Regions from separate parts of the Zea mays genome. Here region 1 is linked to region 2. The links are chromatin contacts, called in public Hi-C maps. All regions are on one chromosome and are shown on one strand. Each heading gives the region's core, a stretch centred on a gene start, on an enhancer-like site or on the middle of the called end of the contact. The rest is flanking DNA. Distances are from core to core; before and after follow the strand shown.

Region 1 (3,675 bases), core at 337-2,836, 600 kb after region 2:
GCTCTTGTCACTACACCAGGCCTGCCCTACGATGGGTAGATGTAGTAAAAATGAAAGCTAAAACTAACCAAGCACAAGATCAGCTGATGGGTAGATTATTTGGAATTAATTAACGAACTTGTATTTACATGATAAGAACTTGATTAAGCTTCTCAAATTCAAGGATTCATGCAGTGTAATTGAATATTAGAAAGTACCGTGTGAAATCATGAGAGCTAATTAAATGCCCATGCACAAAGAGAAAAGGCAAACAGGTCAATTGGGAGATGAGCCAGCATAAGAGGATCTGGGTTAAGTGAGAAAGCAAAAGAAGAAGAGCACAATGTCAAGCTAGTGTTAATTGCAATCACATACAAATTAGGTTAATCATCTTAATTATGAAAAGAAAGCCATTCTTGTAGTTCCTTACCATCACACAAAATTACCGAAGAAAGATTCAATCATGAAATTTAACTTCCTGCAGTTATCAACCTAGTAACATCTCCAACAATGCCTTAAATTAGTGCTTCAAATTGAAATATGAGGCTCTACGTAGAAAAAACTACTCCAACAGTTCCTCATTTTATAAAATTTGGTTAAAAAATTATAGGGCACACTCTCAAGTGCCTCAAATATACTACACCGTAGTGTGCTGCCTTATAATCTAGATTTGAGGCTTTACCGTTGGAACGGGATGTTTTGTTGGTGCCCTAAAGTCTATAAAATATACTTATTTTTAAATTATAGGGCATTTCTATAGGTCACGTTGTTGGAGATGCTCTTAACTAAAAGGGGTTATATGGCCAACACAGTGATAACAACTAACAAATACTTCCTTAATTTGAGGGGAAAGCATACAGTTCACACCTAAAACCGCAATCTAAGGTTCTCATAGTCTAGAAATCACAAGAAACGCAGTAAATTGAGTCATTAGTGCGAGTTTTTGCTCTTTATCTTTACATGCAAATAAATTCACATAGATTGGCAAAGAATAGACCTGCAGATTGCATCCTTTTACAACGAAGACACATCTGTTACCATCAGATAGAAGGAATCCAAGGCGAATTCCACATCAAATTCAGCCCAAGATTCAAGAACCCTTTTACAACCACCACAACGCCAAATCGCCAAAATAATAGCCTGAATCTACCACCACACCCTCCCAATCTCGAGATGGACGATTCATAGCTCCCACATACCGAATTTGACGATCGAAAAACCGTACTATCGAGTGCGCTCCAGCACAGCGCAGCCTCGAGATTGGATCTTCCAGAGGAAACCCGCATCCAATCGGGAAAACAGAAACCCATCCGCGGAACTAGCGAGCCGATCAAGGAACTAGGGGAAGGAGGGAGGGATCCAGGGGTGGGGCGTTACCAGCGCTGGCGGTCGCCGTAGACGACGACGATTTCTTCGAGGTGCGCCTCATGGCGGCGGCAGGCTGGCTTGCTCCTGAACCCACCTTCTTCCGTCTCTGATTCGGGACCACCTCAGGTTCTCCTCTTCACCTCGCGACTAGTTCTTCCTTCTCGGTTGGCGAGTCCCGAGTTCGCTGTCGGGGGCCTCGGGGGAGCCGGAGAGAAGGGGAGGAAGAGTGGAAGACTAGGAGGGGCGCTGGTGGAGGTGGAACCCTTTGTTCTTATAGGATTCGGCCCACGTGCGGGCCCGGATGGATACACGGGCCACCGCAGGTCCGCAGACTATTTCAGCATACTGCATACTTACGCGGTGCCTATTTAATACTCGTACGATATGAATTAAACTTTATTAAAAAACAAACACTCTCTAAAATAACATTAGGTGCTAATTTAGTGACCAAAGAAAAGAAGAAGAAAAATCTTCTTACTATTTAATTTTAAATATGAAAAGAATTTCTCTCTTATTTCCATGGTCATCAAACCAGTCTTAGGTGTGGTCGTGTAAACATGACTGAGATCTTACTTTTAACGGATCCGTTTTTACCAAGATCTCACAACCTTTTTCAATTTCACATTTAAAAATATTTAAAATCTTAAAACTATATTCATGAACAAAAAATGTAAAATGGTGATTGTCTCCTAACAATGGACAACATAGATTTAATTATAGAAAATTAAACTTTCTTCGCATAGGGTTCTAGAGATGACCTAGTGGTACCACTAGAGGGAGAGGTGGCATGCCCCTCCCCTATATAAATTATTTTTTTTGTAGGGTAGTGTCGTGGTTCCGGAAACCGGGGACACAGTATAATTTATGATTCGACAGAGGAGGTTAGCACGGATAAACTCTGAATGGTGAGTCGAGTGACTCGAGAGGGTTTATATTGATTCAGCCAAGTGCTCTACGTTCAGTGTAGTGTTGATCTTGTATTCCTCTAAGGGGCCGGTGGGCCTAAAACGTGTTACAAGGTGTGTAGGTGAGAGAGTGAGTGAGAGAAGAGCATAGTTTAGCCTAATTTTGCCCCATGTTCCTATTTTGTCGTCCCCCTTTTATAGTTCAAGGAGGAGGCTTGTATGGAGTGAGGTTGGTTACAATGGATGAGAGTGGGGCCTACTATTCATCGGAGCTCTTTTGGTGATGTCGCCTTCTGATGCGTGCGTAGGCACACGCGCGAGATGGTGTGTCGCTCCGCCGAGTCCCATCTGAAGAACCTTGTTCTCAATGCAGGCTCTGGTGGGTCCCATATCACAGTGTTGAGGATGTCGTAGGCCGTACATGTGTATGCCCTGTTGGGGACTTGTTCTTAACAGCTATGAATTAAGAACAAGGCAACATAGAAATTGTTAAATGTTATATTCCTTCGTCCTTCGAAGCATTATTTCCCTTGGGATATAATGGATTCCGAACGAAGGTTATGAAGATCACACCTTCATAAGCACAACAAATAATGAAGAAGGATTTATATAAAATATGAAAAATAATTTAAACACATGATTGTTATCATTAACTTGTTTCTATTTCATTATTATAGAAATAATGACAAATTACAAAATGTACCTTCGACTTGAAGGAAAGTAAAAATACCAACGTGAAGCAAAAGCAAATGCCCAATGCGTAATTACAGGAGCGCGTGAACAGTACAGGGGTACTGTTCACCTATTTATAGGCACAGGGCGCAGCCTGTGTATAATTACATTTATGCCCTTTACAATGAACTACAATAATGACATAGAATATCATGGGTCTTTAAGTCATTTCATCTTTAAGTCGGTTCACCCCTTCGTCTTGAGACATGTCACTGTGTCGAAGCTTTATAGTCGATAGCTTCGGCGCTGCTTTGGAGAGGATCTGCCGAAGGTGTTTATTTCTTTAGGATCTTCGGCTACGAAGCATACCCCCAACAGTAGCTCGTTCGCGGTGCTAGATCGTTTTTCGTAACGAGCTTGATCCGTGAAAAATCTTCTAGGCTTCGGGATGCCGAAGATCCAAAAAACACCTTCCCTGAGCTCGTTGGCGAGAAACGATTAAAATAATCGTCGCACGCGCGACCCATCTTGCACCAATTACGCGCTCGCCAGCGATTCACCTTCTCGAACTATGTGGCCCACCGTTCAGTGAGTGCGGGTCACTGTTTGTTCGGTGCTGGAGACCTTGCCGATTCACCTTCCCACCTGCAGCACTATATAAACAGACGGGTAGGTGTGAAGTTATCACAGCATTCATTGCTACTGTACTGTTTTGCTGCCAAATTTTTAGTCATAGCCGAAGCTTGATCAT
Region 2 (3,474 bases), core at 173-2,672:
TTACCCCGTTGTATAGTATATTCCAAGGATGTAGTAGGTAACTAAGGGTACAAATGTACTTTAGGCACTAGCCCCATAGTTACCCTAGAAATACCCTGTCCAGCTCTCGGATGGGACACACTTGACAAGACATTGAGCACCCCCACTTTCCGTTTTGTTGAGCACTGTTCTCTCACCTGCTTGAGTGCTTGGGTCCACGTGTCAGAACCCAACAAGTATGAATTTACACATTTAACCCAGAGGTTTCAAAACTAAAATGTAATAGTAATTGATGTTTTGTAGTTTTTAAGTTTTGCCCAAATTAGGGATGAAAGTGGTAATCCGAATTGTTAGAACAAATTTAATATTTTAAAATAGATATATATAAAATTTGATGTTAATCTTTTCTTATGTTATCAAGCACATTATTAAAAATATGAACAAAATTTTGCATAAATTGTTTTATGCATTATTTTCCCCATACAACAAAAACGGTGAAAAAATAACCAAATTTGTATTCGAATCCATACCAAATTTTATATCTATCATTTGAGAGAAATATATGATAAATTTGTGGTTTAATTTTTATGAATCTTTACAAGCTCAATGATAAAAACAATAATATGAATTTACATAGTTGATTCTATATTCTATTTATTCACAATTAAAGAAAAAAGACAAAAAAATTGATATCCGAATAATTACCGTTTTCATCCCTAGCCCAAACCTTGTCCTAAACAGTTTTTTGTGACCAGAGAGTATTCGTTAACTGCTACAGACCAACTAAACTTCAGAAAATGTCGATGTTACAATATTCATGTTTCATAGTTTCATACTACAATCTGAAAAAGCAGCAGCATCCATATATGGATACAAAAGGTGTTTGACGAAATTCCTCAAGCTGAGCCTGCAACAATAGGTTTATGCACCACACGTCCACAAACATTGCCCAAACAAATAGCAAAACCACCTTGCCAATTGTTAATGTTTCATGTGGACGACGAGTGAGAGAGAAATCCTTACGGGTAGGCGACGAGGGTAGACGGGTAAGAGTTGCGCTGCCTGAAGGGGCAGACGGCGATCTGGAGTGGCTGAAAGGACTCTGCGGCGAGCTTGGCCTTGAGATACGCCGTTTCCGCAGTGTCCACCGGCAACGCGCGGCGCCATCCCGTCGGGGCACCGGTCTTCTGCGCCGCCACGGCCACGTAGTCGCATGCCTCCAGGTGGGCCCTCAGCTCCAGCACGGCCTCCGCAAAGTTCTGCCTCGTCACCTGCTTCGCCGACGCCGCCGCGGCGCGCGGGGCAGCCATGGGACCAATGGCGGAACCAGACGCTGAGCACAACCAAGGATAAACGGTTATGGAAAGCGGGGTGATCCACCGGTTGAAAGGAACCGATGGCAGCGACGGCGGCGCGCGGTGAGGGAGGAGGCGCACGATCGGCGTTGCGTTCGGAGTCGCCGAGCCGAATGCCAGTCAGTGGTGTAGCGGGCCGCACAAAGTTGGGCCGCTTTTCTCTCTATTGAGAGCAGAAGAGTTGGGCTGCTTTTCTCTCTACTAGAGAACATAAGAAGAGTTGGGCTGTAGCCTAACGTAAATTTCAGGGCCGTCCTCCTAAGTCCCTCGCTAAAATTCAGGAAATTTAACTGGTTATTATTTTTAAAAAACGCTACCTCTCCGATTATAACTCCTACCGTTACCCTTAGCCGTTTGATCCTTGGAATTGAATTATATTCTAATAATAATAATTAAGACAAAAAAACATTTAAGCTAATATGAATTCTTTTGAAATATATTTATATACTATTATTAGCAATATGTGAGAGATATTTATTTGCTATATTTTTACTATAGAGGAGTGAGCCGAAGAGTGTTTTATAAATTGCAGAGTAGAAACATATTCCGTTGATATATAAATGATCAATCATTTCTCATACTACACCCCATAAATTAAAGATAAGTTTATATCTGAGCTTTAGAAAGTGATGGAATGTTAAATTCCAAGCCAAAATGCCAAATAGACTACTTTATTAAGTAAACTTTAATTCCTACAAAATGAATAAATCCAAACGGCTTATTATATTATTTGTTGGGGGCCTTCCTCTTCCGAAGGTTCTCAAAAACACGACTAACCATTTGCTTTCAGCGTACTACTGAATATTACAGAAGTTTCATCATCAGAAAAGCTTCGGAATAACACAAGAGGAGCGAAATAAACTTCGTCTGACAAGCTTCGTCACGGTGAAACAGGTAGACAACGTGGCTTCGGTATAACGAAAGAGAAGTATAACGAAGCACGCTTCATCAAGCAAGCTTCGTCACGACGAAGCAATGAGACAATGCAAGGAGGTGTTGCTCAAGTTATTAAATACAAATGGTGATGTTACCTTGTGATATTTTGTAAACTCTGTATGTAATCGTTGAGGGCATAAATGTAATAGCGTATGAACCATTGTGGTTGCCTATAAATAGATGAACAGTACCCCGTACTGTTCACGCTGGATTGTAATTGCTCTCGCATTGGCACCTTCAAACAAGCCGAAAGTATCAACATAATATAAATTTTTGTTAATGTTCATATGTATATCATAAAATAAATATATGAATGAATGAATGAACAACATATATTGTCTCTATGAACTATTATTCTTATGAATGATGAAGGTGTGTCCTTCATGACCTTCATCCAAAGATCGTTATATTCGAAAGGAGATAATGTTTCGAAGGACGAAGGTTCTTAATCTTTAACAATTGTGTTGCCTTGTTCTTGATTCACAACATTTGAGAACAAGTGACCAACATTATTGTTACATTAGAAAAGTTTAAATAAATAATCTATTTTTTGTACATGTGGTACGCCACACGCTAGCCACGTTAGAGTTCAATCAACATGGACATGGTAAATGTCTGTCACACCCGGTTTTGAAAGGCAAACCGAATGCGAACCATGTACGTGCCAAGATCAGAAACTCGCGTACACAACGATTACATAATTGGACATCATCACACAATGCTCAAAGTAAATAGCGGAAAGATACTTTATTACAATAAGATGTCCGAGACATCCACAGAGTCTAATACATAGCCATAGTCTTCAACATTAATATCAAAGTGCGGAAATACGAAACGTAGAGGATAAGCCTACACAGGTAGCTGACTGGGGGTTTGCCACTAAGAAAAACTAGAACTCATCGTAGTCCTGGAGCTCCTCAAAGTCCTCCATGTTGCCAGCATCTCCTCCTGAGCACTGAATACAGTGGGGACACCCTGAGGTGGGGGTGGTTTGTAAAGCAAGGGTGAGTACACATCAACGTTGAGAGCACCTAGAGGGGGATGAATAGGTGATCCTGTAAAAACTTAAAATTTAAAGCCACAAAACTTGATTAAGTGTTAGTACAATTAAATCAAGTGGCTAAGGACCGAGCTCTTGTGAAACACAATAGACACAGTGAGAACAAGCACAAGAGACACAATGATTTATCTCGTGGTTCGGCCA

Evidence for each region. A called contact is a pair of places that touch in the nucleus more often than the background predicts.
Region 1: a contact with region 2 is called in a Hi-C map of ear, with 2.1 times the contacts expected there. The contact joins the promoter of LOC100282616 here to the promoter of LOC100383807 in region 2. A contact is called at or near these places in 3 of 25 Hi-C or Micro-C datasets (ear, endosperm and tassel).

What each region holds. Positions count from the first base shown.
Region 1 is chr4:88,371,637-88,375,311 of Zm-B73-REFERENCE-NAM-5.0, forward strand. LOC100282616 (DCN1-like protein 4) reads right to left here and starts at 1,587. Exons shown (of 10, transcript NM_001155524.1): 1 at 1,357-1,587. The coding sequence starts at 1,408.
Region 2 is chr4:87,767,600-87,771,073 of Zm-B73-REFERENCE-NAM-5.0, forward strand. LOC100383807 reads right to left here and starts at 1,423. Exons shown (of 8, transcript NM_001362147.1): 1 at 1,003-1,423. The coding sequence starts at 1,289.